2 separate regions of the Sus scrofa genome follow, and region 2 is linked to region 1. Evidence: chromatin contacts called from public HiChIP or PLAC-seq data. All regions are on one chromosome and are shown on one strand. The core of a region is the stretch at or near the end of the contact, and the rest is flanking DNA. Distances in the headings are between cores, read along the strand shown. Region 1 overlaps LOC102166306 (alpha-fetoprotein-like). Region 2 has its middle 56 kb from the start of CXCL2.

Region 1 (6,617 bases), core at 1,342-3,841:
CTGCCACTGAGAAAATGAAATCCTTTTCACCTTGTTTCCTAACTAAGCCCCAAACTACATTTGGTGACTCTTTCTGATTGTGCCTTCAGAAATTTCTAGAACAAAGCTCCCATTTGCCCAGACAGGTCTTTAAACTGTTATTTCTTCAGAAATTCCCTGTATTTCCAAGGACACCACATCTCTACAATGATCAAGGTCTGTAACTCCTCCTTCTTCCTCCCATCCCCAGTCCTAAACATCTCAGTTCGTCTCTATTTATGTCCAACATGCCTACTTCCTCCAAAGGGACATAAGTATCAACATATCTTAAGCACAACTATAGTCAGTTACTCCAGTCCACCTAGACTCTGATTGTCTCCTCATTCATTTATGATTGGAATAGAGAAATGATTTTTTTTTTTTACTTTAATAAGCCCTAAGAGAGCTAAGAGAACAGACAAGGAAACATGGGTACCTCTTTTTGGAAACACATTTCACTTTTCTCTGCTTGGCAGCACCTCTCCACCAGATGAGCAAAATCCACAATAATTGACTGGAACTTCATCTCAGCTGCATGTGGTTTCTGTTTCACAAGGTGGCTGAGGAACCTGAATCAAAAATGAGTGGTAAAGGGAGCTCCCGTCATGACTCAGCGGTAACAAACCCGACTGGTATCCATGAGACGCAGGTTCGATCCTTGGCCTCGTTCAGTGGGTTGGGGATCCAGCATTGCCTTGAGCCTCGGTGTAGTTCACAGATGTGGCTCGGATCCTGTGTTTCTGTGGCTGTGGCATAGGCCAGCAGCTACAGCTCTGATTCGACCCCTAGCCTGGGAACTTCCATATGCTGCACATGTGGCCCTAAAAAGCAAAAAAAAAAAAAAAAAAAAAAAAAAAAAAGAGAGAGAGAAAGAAAGAAAGAAAAAATGAGTGAAAATACAGACACTCCCTGAGTGTGCACACCACTCATACCTGTGTATAGCTCTCACTCTTCAGTTTAAAGGCCCTGAAAATGCTCTGATGTCTTCATAGTTTTCACAATGACCATCTCCATCTTCACGTTTTAGTCAACATATCAAGAATATCTCATCAGATAATTATTATATAAATTTAATTATCTTTATGTGATTATTACTAGGGTACATTTTCATTGCATTGGATGGTTAATAGGTTATAAAGTAAATTAGCTTTTCCTATAACATTTTGTTATATATGATATTGATTCTAAACAACTAACTTCCCAATGAATATTACGAGTGTAACACACCTGGAAGTTTGAGGACTTCTTAGATGTTATTAACAATAAAACCAATACTCTAATTTAGAACTTCAGTGGTTTGACAATCTTTTCAGATTTCCTTCACAGAATAAATTTCCCCCGCAACTATATATAGACATTGCTGTTTCAATCACTTTGAACATTCAAAATTATAGCCTGATGTTTATTACTCTATTAAACAAAATAATATTCCAGGAGGAGTTCCCATGGTGGCTTAGCAGAAATGAATGATTGGCATCTATGACGATGCAGATTCAATCCCTGGCTCGCTCAGTGGGTTAAGGATCCAGCATTGCCATGAGCTGTGGTGTAGTTTGCAGATGCGGCTCAGATCTGGTGTTGCTGTGGCTCTGGCATAGGCCAGCAGCTACAGCTCCGATTGGACCCCTAGCCTGGGAACCTCCATATGCCATGGATGCGGACCTAAAAAAACAAAAAGACAAAAAAAAAAAAAAAAAGAAAGGAAGAAAGAAAGAAAATTTGAACACCTACATCTCAAGGTTTTCGTAAGGACCAAAAACAATACTATATTAAAGGGCTGGGTATAGTAACTGGCACAATGAAGGCACTCAATGAACAGTGGCAAAGATAATCTGAATAATTTTATTAATTATTTCGTTATCTTATGGCAAAGATAATGAATAATTATAATAGCACAGCTTGCAACTCGCTTACATTTCAAATTATTGATGGCTTCCAACTATGATCTCCTTTCTCCCTGAGTCCCACATTGTCACAGCTTCTCTCCTATGTATTCATTTATTCGTTCAGCAAATAACTGATAAGCATGTTTATAATTTCCCTGAGGCTGAGAGCTGTAGAGTTAACAACGATAGAGAAACCTAACAGAGGAGGTAGAAAGCCTCCCTCATATAGACCCTTCTTCTCTTTCCTCACAAGCATTAGGATTCCAAGTGTTTTCAAGGCTTGGTCCCCTCCAACCCCTTTAGTCTCACCCCAGAACATTCCTCTCCGCTCTCCCACCTACGCCTCAGTCACTTGAGCTATTCTGCTCTCCTCGGCCTTGCTGGGTCCGCTGGTTTCTGGATGCACTTCCCATAAGCGACCAGTAGAGGGCAGACAATTATGACTGCTGAGTTTCCAGATCGGGCAGCAGCTGCTTATTTAACAAGGAAAAACACTCCCATCGTGATGGGATAAGTAATGGGGGTAGAGGGTCTCATTAGGCGAAGGCAGGTCTGGGAAAGAGATTTACAGCAGGGGTATCAGTATGTCAGGTTACCCCTCCGTGGCACTCCATATAGAAGCCGCCTCCTCTGCAACTGGGGACGCTAAGCCATTTGGAAGGAGACCTTCCTGCCACAGCAACAACCTGTCACATCCTCGTGATCTGCTGGCAGTGGTTTTGCCTCTCCTGTTCACTTCCTCCCACCCCACCCTGCTCTCTCTGCCTGCTATTTCAAAATATTTCCCCTAACTCTATTTATTCTTTTAGTTTTAAAATGTTTGATTTACCTTCTAAATAGATCCCATTTTTGATCCTAATGCCATCAAATTGTCCTCAGTGTTTCATTTCTGACATTAATCCTTTATTTTCATTACCTTTATTCACTATTTCATCATGTAAAGCACATTCTAGTCTGAATATACTATCTTCAATCTTAACTCAGCTTTTTTCTTCGATGGATGGTAAATTCTTTTTACTTTAAATTTCCATTTTCTTTTTATTTTCTCTATCTTATTCCCTGACTTCATTTCTGCCTTCTCTTTATATTCCTGCTGAATTTCGTCTTTCTCCGCCAGGAGCCCCTTCTCTTGTCTCTCTCTCTCTCTCTCTCTCTCTGTCTGTGTGTGTGTGTGTGTGTGTGTGTGTACTATGATGGTTAGCCAGAACTATATAGGGGTGAAAGCCATGGAGAGATCCCCTACCACTATCCCAGGAAGTTGGAGGGTTTTGTCTAGACTGACCTTTGACTTCCAATATGTATCCCCCAGAACATTCCAGAAGTTTCTACACTAGCTGTCTCTATGCTACTGCTTTCTTCACACAGAAAACACGGTGAATTCACCAGGACAGGGATGCTTCCTAATATTTCACACTTTTTATTATCTAGCCCTTATATGAAGAGTTTCATGTTTTAAAAATTATAACCAGCAATATTACCCCCTGTTTAGGGCACACTAACAGCTGCATGTTGATAGTTATGCATATGTACTTTGAGCCAGGTAACTTGGGTGCAAATTCCAGCTCAACAACTTGTTTACTTTTTGCAAGCTCTCTTACCAGTTTTCCTTGCCTGTTCAGCCTCAGTTTCCTCACAATTAAAATAGAGTAGTAATATTAGCTACCTCCTGAATCTGCAGTAAGGATTTGGTGAGATGACATGCATAAAGGGTGCCAGAGAATTTCCACCAGAGAAAGCAAAGCCTGAACTCCAGAAGTAAAGCAGACTTCTTCCTCGTGATATTCTCACACCAAGCCTCGGCTGAAGAAAGAATGGAGAACTGGGTGTTACAGTGGTCTTTGGATGCCCACTGGGATGTTGTGAGGTCTAGCTGGCGATCAGCTCACCTTGGGAGCTGAAGAAAGGACATCAGGGGTCAGCTGGCTTGTGAATTTTACTGCCATAAAACAGAACAAGTAACAACTTCATGCTTTCTGACCATGAGAATATCTTTATTCCCAAAAAACTTTGCCTCACTTGGCAAGATGATATTGTTGGACTAATCCTATCTAGGCCCTACTACAGCATATCTTAGAGCAAATAAATTAATTAGAACTAAGCCACCACGAATGATCTTGAGGGAGAAGGAACTCTGAGGACCAGGGTCTGCTTTCTCCTGAGGACAGGATCAGGGCATATGAGGAGAGCAGGAAGGGTGAGTAGCCACTGTAAAGGAGTTGCCCCACTGCCAGGAGATGGATTGTTTTCAATGCATCGTATTGATTCAGGGTAACCAGAATTTCACCCCTTGGTTTCTCTTAGGATAGTCACCTTTGGTCAATTCCACGTGGGGGCCCTAGCATCATATCCACCATCAGCAGCATTCATGCCAAGGGAGAACGCCTGGGCCATGGGAATATCTGACCTCTAGGCTCAGGATTGGTTTGGGGTGAAGAGGTGGGTGACTGAAGACACTAAGAAAGTCATTTCTCTGTTTGCAGCAGCAAATAAATAGAATCTTTCCTAAGACCTGACAGTAGGTGTTCCATAAAATCCTCCCATGTGGGCGTGATAGGGAGAACAGGGGGAAAAAGCCAATCACTTGTGAGATCCTAATCACCTTATGCTCTCAGGGTCCAAGGACAAGACCAGCTGCCCTAACGTTGTGTGTCCAGTATGTGCAACTTCCAAGGCCAAGCCTGTCATGCTTTAGTCACCTCACTCCCAGTCAGAAGCCCAGTCTCTTGGACTATCTGTCATCATAGTGATATTTCCACATCCCTAATCAGACCCATCTCCCGCTTGCCTTGCCCTCCCTAACTCATCCTCTTTGTACCTTGAGGCTTTCCCATCAGAAAACACCCCTATTCTGGGGCTTGGGGATGGAAATGTGCTACAATGAGGTTATGATGGTTGTACAACTATAAATACAATAAAATTCACTGAATTATTTAAAAAAAAAAAACACTGCCCTATATCCACAGCCTCTTTTCTGAACCATTTCTTGCTCTATATGAAAACATGAGGCTCCCCAGAAGACACAGCATCCCCAAGACCCCGCAAGAGGAGTTTATTTTGTTCAGTCGCCACTTACCTTAGCACCTAGTTCCCTTTTACCGCTCCCTGCCTATCTCTCCTTTATCCTCTTTTAAATGCCATAGCTCTTTGGGGGTACTTGCCATCAAACACTGACATCCTCATCCCTCTTTATTTATGCCACATATGGGAAGCCTGGTGATGTCCCCTCATTTTTGATGATTTCGGACCCCATTAATTGCCCTGCTCTCCACCATTATCTTGACTTCCATCGTCTTCTATAGTTTCAACAACTACATTTAATGATCCACATGGGGCAGATTGATTATAAAAATGGACCCACTGCCTACCTTTCTTGTATCTGTGCCCTTTACACTGTCACTTTCCAAATGTTTACTTCTCAGAAAGGAAGTCTATGTCTACATCCCTTTAAGCTGGGCCCACCCTATGACCCTCCTTACAGCAGAACTGACATTGCATAGTTCCACACATCGCCTTCCTCCCAGTTGCCATATAAAGAGGTCTGGGATCACCTGCCCAAGAACAGAAGACCACATGCCTCAGAGATAAGGCTTCCTGGGCCAACCAGCTCCCAGCTGACCGAGCAACTGACCCAATAGCTGACCACAGACTGGGGCAAGCCCAGCTGAAAGTGGCTGAGGCTGACCCAGGCCCACAAACTCATCAAATCAACACACAGACACATGAGCACTAATGGATGCTCTGTAAAGCCACTACAATTTGGTGTGATCTGTTACACAGCAAACACTAACATATATATCATACGAGGAAAAGATGAGGGAGAAAAAGATTGGACTGTGACTGCAGCAGTGGGAGGGCAAGAGAGTGGACAGCAGAGTGGAAGGATGAGATATTCTAATAGATGCTGTGAATGCATGAGTAGAAAAGAGCGGGGGATTGAAGTCTACTGCCAGCTTCATTCAGAAACCCTTTATACATAGAACACACGTTGGGAAACCCTGTTCAAGGGTAAAGAGATTGTATTCTACTGGCAACATTTCTGACCAATAGGATTCAGTATACATAACAGCACCCAAATCAGAATAGCACTTTATAAAGTAATAACTTATAGTCATAAAATGTTCTAATTTACAATGTTTTCACATGTACTATATATATATATGATCTATGCGTGTATATATAATTATATGAATTTCCATGGTCATGCCCAAGTTTGGAAAGCATTGTACATCATTCCCCTTCACCGTCCCCTGGAGTGCCTTCTGCAGATTAAAAGTGTAACCACGCTACCTCACCTTCAGATGACAGTCAACTAAAAGGGATCTACCCTTAGTAAATATTTTTCTTTGTAGCTTCAAATGTAGAAATTTGGTTGGAAGTGACAAATATATTTCTATTCAACAACAACAACAACAACAACAACAACAAAACGAGCTTTTAAATTAAGCCTACCTACAATAAAACAGGTTGCTTTAAAGTGCAGAATAGTCTCATCTGACCTCTGATATGACATTTAGCTATTGCATTGATTATGTAATACTTGTCTATGCACCCACTTTACAGATCTCCATACTTGTTCCCTTGTTAAATTAAGAAACATGCTAAACAAAGATCCTTACCTTTGCTTCTCAGTTTGGAATTCCTGCTCTTGAGCTTTGCACAAGTCCTCTTTAAGGTTGATGACTTTGTCACAGGATAAAGGTGGAGAAATGTAAG
Region 2 (6,617 bases), core at 1,068-3,567, 340 kb before region 1:
TGAACAAGGAGAAAACACTGTCCTAAGGGTTGTCAGAGGAGAAATAAAGAGCCACAGCGTGTAAAACCCAGTGACACGTCTAAAGATTTGGACATCAACTCTGAATGAGAGGGGAGCAAATGGTGGATTTACATAGAGGCAAGTCCTTGTCTGACATATTTTGAAAGCACCTCATTGGAAAGTGTGTCAAGAGTAGACAAAGGAGTTCCTGCTGTGGTGCAGTGGGTTAAGAATCTAACTGCAGTGAGTAGGGTCCCTGTGGAGGTGCAGGCTCAAACCCTGGCCCGAGCAGTGGGTTAAAGGATCTGCTGTTGCTGCAGCTGTTGCATAGGTCACAGCTGTGGCTCAGATTCCATCCCTGGCTTGGGAACTTCAGTACACTGTGAGTATGCCGAAAAAAAAAAAATAAGAAGAAGAAAAGAAAACAAAAAAAGAGTAGACCTAGATGAGCTTAAAGCTACCAGTGAAGAGCTGTTAGTCTTTCAGGATTCAGGTGGCTACTGATGGAGGCCCAGACGAGGAGGGTAGCAGTGCCACTGGTTGGATTTTGAAAGTAGAGCCAACAAAGTTTCCTGCTATATTACATGTGGAGTGTGTGAGCAAAGAGAAGAATTGAGGATGCCTTATAAGTTGGCTAATAAATATATTCCAGGTGACAAATGTATGAATAGAGAAAATGGAGCTGGAGTGGTCAACTTGGACTAAAAAGATATTGAGGAATAGAATGTAGAAGAATCAGTGATTAAATCATGATTTTAACTTTAAATTGAATACTCACCAGTTTGGGGCATATTTGTATAGCCTTGCACCCCCTCAAAAACCCATTATCCAATCCTGCAGGTAACCCTGTACTAGCTGTTTCATCTCTCTTGTTCTGAACCATCAGTTTCTTCGGTGCATTTCTTGATGTATTTATTGCATGATAATTATAAAAGATTGAAGTTTGGGGATAGGAATTTTAGTGCTTTTAATATATTGGCTGTGAAGGATGAAGAGGGAGGTGTGCTCAAACACTCGCGTGTGTGTGTGTGTGTGTGTGTGTGTGTGTGCGCGCGCGCGCACAGTAATATATAGAATTTTGCTTTTTCGGCTCTTTTTAATTAACCTCTTTCTTTGTCTTTCCAGTTGGGGACCAGATGACTGGGAAAACCGAGATGAGTTGATAGGGAGAAGCTTTGTCATCTTTGCACTAACCTGGACGTATTTTGGGTTCACCAGGCAAAATTGCAAGGTCACGATTGTTAATTTTTCTTTTTGTCCCATCCCCACTTTCTTTCCCAAGCATTTTTGCTTCCCTCTTGTCCTTGCATCTTGGCACCTAGAGCTTGGTCAGTGCTCTCTGGCAAACCAGAATCTGCTTTCCAGCACCTCACCCCTCCTTCCCAGTTAAACTGTCCCCACCCCCACCCCATCTCCACCCCCACCTGAGTGTTGCAGGTGAGGGAAGTCATTGATCTGGGTATAGTGATCCTGAGATCAATGAATGGGCCATAACTTTTATCAGTCCACTTCAAAGAGAATTTGCAGAAATAAAAGCCACCTCTCATAGAACACCACATTGGGAGTGGTCATATTTCATTGCAGACTACCTCTTATGAACAGCCAACCACCTAACAGCACACAAACAGAAGCCACCTCTAAACACCCACCCACACCCACACCCCTGTACCAAAAATAAATTAATAAGAAATGAGCTTCCTCTCTCCCAACCTTTATTTTCTTACCTAGGGATTTAGCACAGGGGAGGTTTATGTGCGTGTTCTACCAGTGTCCTCTTAAAGGCCATGCTTCACTTCCCAGGAGTATCCTGTAGATCGGTTCATTGTTTTAGCCAAAGGAATCTATCCTTGCTATTAGAAGGCCATATGCTCTTGACTTGGTCCGGATGAGGTTCAGAAAAGTGATGTATAAAACTAATAGGCTATTCAGTATTTTAAATGATTTTGTTTCCCTCAGTTATAAGTAATCTCCTTGTATCAGAATTCATTTATTCAATAGAAGGACAAAAGATCACTCTTACATCTTTTGTCATCAAAGCATATTTCCAACCATATCAAAATAAAACAATTAATGGAAATACTTTAGATTTTAAACCTAAGAAAGTGCAGTCGACTCAGGCCCATTTCTAACTTAAGAATCCAAGAGGCTCCAAGAGCTCTTAACTCTGTTTCTCTTAGTCTGGGGTACAGATAAGAGCTGGGTGGCTCCATTACAGATGGAAAAATTCCCAGAGTGGTTAGGAGGTTTCTCAGCATAAGAAGTAGAATCGTAAAAGGAATCAAAGCCCTCTGACTCACAGCCCAGTGTTTTCCAAAGGCCAGCCACACTTAGCTGTTTAGAGTCATTGCCAAATACCTACAAATACAGCTAACCACAGGGACTGTAGGATCAGGCCCCCTGGGAAAATACATAAAAACTATAACCTCTTGAGCAAGTATGAAGCATATCTCAGAAATACAGCAGTGTCTTAACTTTGTTCACTGTCACATTAAACTAGAGAAAATGAGGGGTGGAGGATCGGGGGCTGCACTGCCACCATCTTGCAACCAAACCACAGTAAGTGTTTTGGGGGTAACTGGCTATTTCCTAAAAAGAGAAGACAACAAAGGACCAAAAAATGGAAGCCAAATAACTTTAAAATGAGCAATACAGCAATGGAAAGATAAATGCTTTTACACTCTACAGAACTCCCAGAAAGAGATGTATTTCTGTTGACAAAAGAATTTTGGGGGAGTTCACCTTGTGGGTCGGCAGGTTAAGAACCCAACGCAGTCTCCATGAAGATGCAGGTTTGAGGCCCTGGCCTCACTCAGTGGGTTAAGGACCCCACGTTGCCACAAGCTGCAGTGCAGGTCAGAGATGAAGTTCGGATCCAGTGTTGCTGTGACTGCGGTGTAGACCTCAGTTGCATCTTCCATTCGACCCCTAGCCCAGGAACTTCCTTATGCCACAAAAAAAAAAAAAAAAAAAAAAAAAAAAAAAAAAAAAAGAAAGAAAGAAAGAAGAAGGAAGAGGAAAAAAAGCATTTTTTTGCTTTTCTTGATCTCTCTCTTCTTTTTTTTGAAGAATTGCCATAATATACACTCTGCTCAAATCCGAATCTGAGTCATTGCCTTGAGTGCTGGTAGTTCATTTGTGCAGGGATCCAGGACACCAGAGTGAGGAAGCAGAGAAGTGGAACAGGCAAGAGCGAAAGCCAATGTAAGTGAGCACGCCTCCTGGAGTTGCTGCTGCGGGCAACAGGGTCTCCAGCCCACTGGACTTTCCAGGAAGCAGACAGAATATTCTCCCTTAAAGGCCTGGAGTCTGAAGCACATAACCATCAGTCCTTCTCACCCAGGGGTATTAACTCACATCTCCCCCTTGTAGCTATTCTTGTATTTGTCAGGCACACTCCCATCACCTTGGAGGAGAGCTGTGAAAGCAGAATGCAGGAAGATGTCTGCTCTTGAGATGGGAAGCAAGGTGAATCTGAGATTGTGTGAAACTCTTCCCCACTCTTGTGACTGAAAGCAGAGGAGCGTTTAGGGTATGCAACATGGAAAATATAAATGCATGTCATAGGCCGCCTCTCATGCTAATCAGATCCACTGGTGCTCCATATTGAGTTCAGTTGGTCACTGAGTCTTATTGGAACTGTGGCCAGAGCTCAGCCTCTCTGCTCACAGGTGACAAATAGAAACAAGGTGACAAGAGTTTTGGGCAAAGGAGGAAAGATAGCTTTATTGCTTTGCCAGGTAAAGAAGGGTCACAGCAGGCTAATGCCTCAAGGGCTGTGCCCCCCGCTTAGGAGAGATTGGGAGGTGGTTTTATAGTTTGGGGAGTGAAAAATAGGGCTTAAGTTAAGGATCAGGGTAGAGGCAAGCTTGCGTTGTTTTCAAAGCCGATGTTAGTGGTCTGGTGGTCTTCTTTCCAGAATAAAGAATGTTCCATTGACATCTTCCACTTATGGGGTGGGAGAGGGTGCGGTTAGTTCTGCAGAAGAAATCACAGATATTGTTATGTATATTCCTTGAGGAGGAACCAGGACCCTGCCCCAAAGCTGCACTATGTTCTCTTGACAGCTCCTCCCTCTTCTCTGCATCCCCTCCCTTCCATGATAAGCAACTGTTGGAACCCACCTTTTGGAACTCAGGGAAGATCTTGGAGCCTGAAGCTTATTCCCTAAAAACAAGAAATGGGGGACAGAAATGCTCAGGTGCCCAGAAGCCCCAAAGGGCCTGTTTGTTTTCAGAACAAGCTATACTCCTCATGACTGCAACTGGTCCTAGCTCATCATTGATATTTGTCCTCTCCCTCCTTCGCATTCATTCTAGATTCTCATTATCCTTAGTTAGAAACTGAGCTGATTTCATTTGCTTCCCTGATGGAGGAACCTAGACCTTCACCCCTGAGGGGTTCGAGCTTGTAGTTGTCTTTTCCTTATCATTCCATTATCTGGTAATTTTGAAATTCCACTTCTTCCATTCTCCCATGGCATAGAAGCATCACAAGTTCTCAAATACCAGCTATCCTAACTCCACGTGATAAGTAGGATCAGTCATTACAACCAGGATGGGAACTCCCTTGTCCACCAGCTTGAGGAGCCCAAAGTGACCAGGTGGCAGTTAGAGTTTTAGGTTCAGTGGACCACATCCTGTGTGCCCTGGTACTGATGCTTTCTCATTGAGTTGTCAGAATTTAGCATCTCGAGTTCTGGAAGCACAAAACCTGCAGGTGGATAGCTGAGAGAGCTCAGTACTACTGCTATACCCCTTATTTCCCAGGTCCACAGATATATTCTAGCACCATTGTTTGATCCTTTTCTGAATGCCCCAAGCTGCTTCTGTGCCCCACTGTCTTTGCAGGAATGTCTATTTCCTATTTTGGAGCCCATATTATTCAACCCTGATTTCTATAGTTATACGCTTATTTTAAAAAATCAAATGAATTATTGAGTGATCTTTATTATTCTCTACCCTTAGAAAGTTTTGCTCTCCTTCAATATGATCTGCAAAATATTACCCATCACTTGTTATCTTGGAAAATAGTTGTGTGATTTTGCTTTCTCTAACCCAAATTCTCTATGTTCCCTTTAGGGAAGGAGGGCTCAGCCACAGTGAAAATAAATTCTCAGCATTGTGTGACAATATAAGGAATGCCAACAGTAAGTGTCAACTCCAATTTGGAGTGCAAGCTGGAAATTTCCTCATTTCACACTGTTACATCCTTTCTGTGGGTTACTATTAAACATCCCCTCAGAGCATTTGTTAGGGTTGTTACTGTTGACCTCTTTCATGCCCAAAATAACATGGGCTACACTCTTGCAAATTCTATGTATTTTTATTTCTCAGAAATTTTATTATTTTATGGATGGCAGATGAAAAACATGTAATTATTATTTGATGGCATTTCAGATATTATAAAACCAGATGTGGGACTATTTATAAAGAGTGACTATTCTTTTTTATGGCTGAGTAATATTCAATTTCTATTTGCAATGGATGGACCTAGAAATTATCCTACTGAGTGAAGTTAGGCAGACAGTGAAAGCCAAACATCAGATGATATCACTTATAGGTGGAATCTTGAAAAAAAAAAAGGATTAAAATGAACTTATTTTCCACCAGACTAACGAATTTTGAAAAACTTATGGTTACCAAAGGGGACAGATGGGGGGGGTGCGCACTGGGAGTTTGGGATTGGCATATACACACTGAGATATATGGAATGATTGGCCAACAGGGACCTGCTATATAGCAGAGAACTCTACCCAATATTCTGGGATAATCTGTGCAGGAAAAGAACCTGAAAGAGAATCGATGTGTGCACATGTATAACTGAATCACTTTGTTGTACAGCAGAAACTACACAACCTTGTAAATCAACTATACTTCGATAAAACTTTAAAAAATGAGAAAAAAGAGTGACTATGCCTGAGATACCACATTTACCCCATTAACAAGACCTTAGAGTAAAGCCACAATGCGAAGAAGATTTTGCAATTTATTGCAAAGAACAAAGTGACTGATATTGTGGGAAAGCAATGGGAAGGGAGAGAGTAAAGATGGAATTAGAGGGTATGTGACCTTCAGCTCTCACCTAAGATGTTTCCTTCCTTTGAGGGAGCATTCCTTTGAACATGACCCATACTCATTTGTCTGCTCCACAGACTTCTGATCTTATCTGCTCACTGTTAGCAGAGCTGTGCACACCTCAGGTAACAAGTGTGAGGTTCTACAGCTGCCAGCAGGTGTACATTCATGTGTAATCCTCCTCGGAGGAAATTCTTTTCCCGGACCCTTAGTTTACCTGATTTCATCTGACCATGGTGACAGTGAATTCCGTCTTTACCATGCTGATTTCCCAGAAATCTAAACAGGGGATCTGATTATCTCCAGGCTAAGGTGGAGACTGTGATTTAAAAGTTTCAGGAAGCCATAGGTCATCCCTGGCTCTAGGAAGCTCAAGTGCGGTTCCTGGTCAATATCCTTCCAAAAGAAGTATTTGCAGAATATGTGACCTCTCTCTAAACTTCTGTATGGCTAAGACCCTACACCCTATTTTTCTCCCCTTCCAGAGTAGGTCATTAATCTACCTTTGTCTTACCCTCCGTATTTCACTTTTTTCTTCTCCTT

The links. HiChIP or PLAC-seq counts read pairs in DNA pulled down with a chosen protein or histone mark.
Region 2: a contact with region 1 is called in an H3K27ac HiChIP or PLAC-seq map of alveolar macrophages. The contact joins two enhancer-like sites. A contact is called at or near these places in 1 of 47 Hi-C or Micro-C datasets (embryonic fibroblasts) and 2 of 2 datasets of contacts at active chromatin or transcription factors (alveolar macrophages and skeletal muscle).

The regions. Positions count from the first base shown.
Region 1 is chr8:69,756,050-69,762,666 of Sscrofa11.1, reverse strand. It overlaps LOC102166306 (alpha-fetoprotein-like), which reads right to left. Exons shown (of 14, transcript XM_005666743.2): 12 at 6,521-6,617; 13 at 455-587. Among named protein-coding and RNA genes, the nearest start is that of AFM, 53 kb to the right of the region's middle. Within about 2 kb of position 2,591, at least 8 of the 83 cell types and tissues checked have an H3K27ac peak or open chromatin away from gene starts, as enhancers often do. A contact at or near this core is called in alveolar macrophages, where this site is marked.
Region 2 is chr8:70,097,756-70,104,372 of Sscrofa11.1, reverse strand. No RefSeq gene overlaps it. Among named protein-coding and RNA genes, the nearest start is that of CXCL2, 56 kb to the left of the region's middle. Within about 2 kb of position 2,317, at least 9 of the 83 cell types and tissues checked have an H3K27ac peak or open chromatin away from gene starts, as enhancers often do. A contact at or near this core is called in alveolar macrophages, where this site is marked.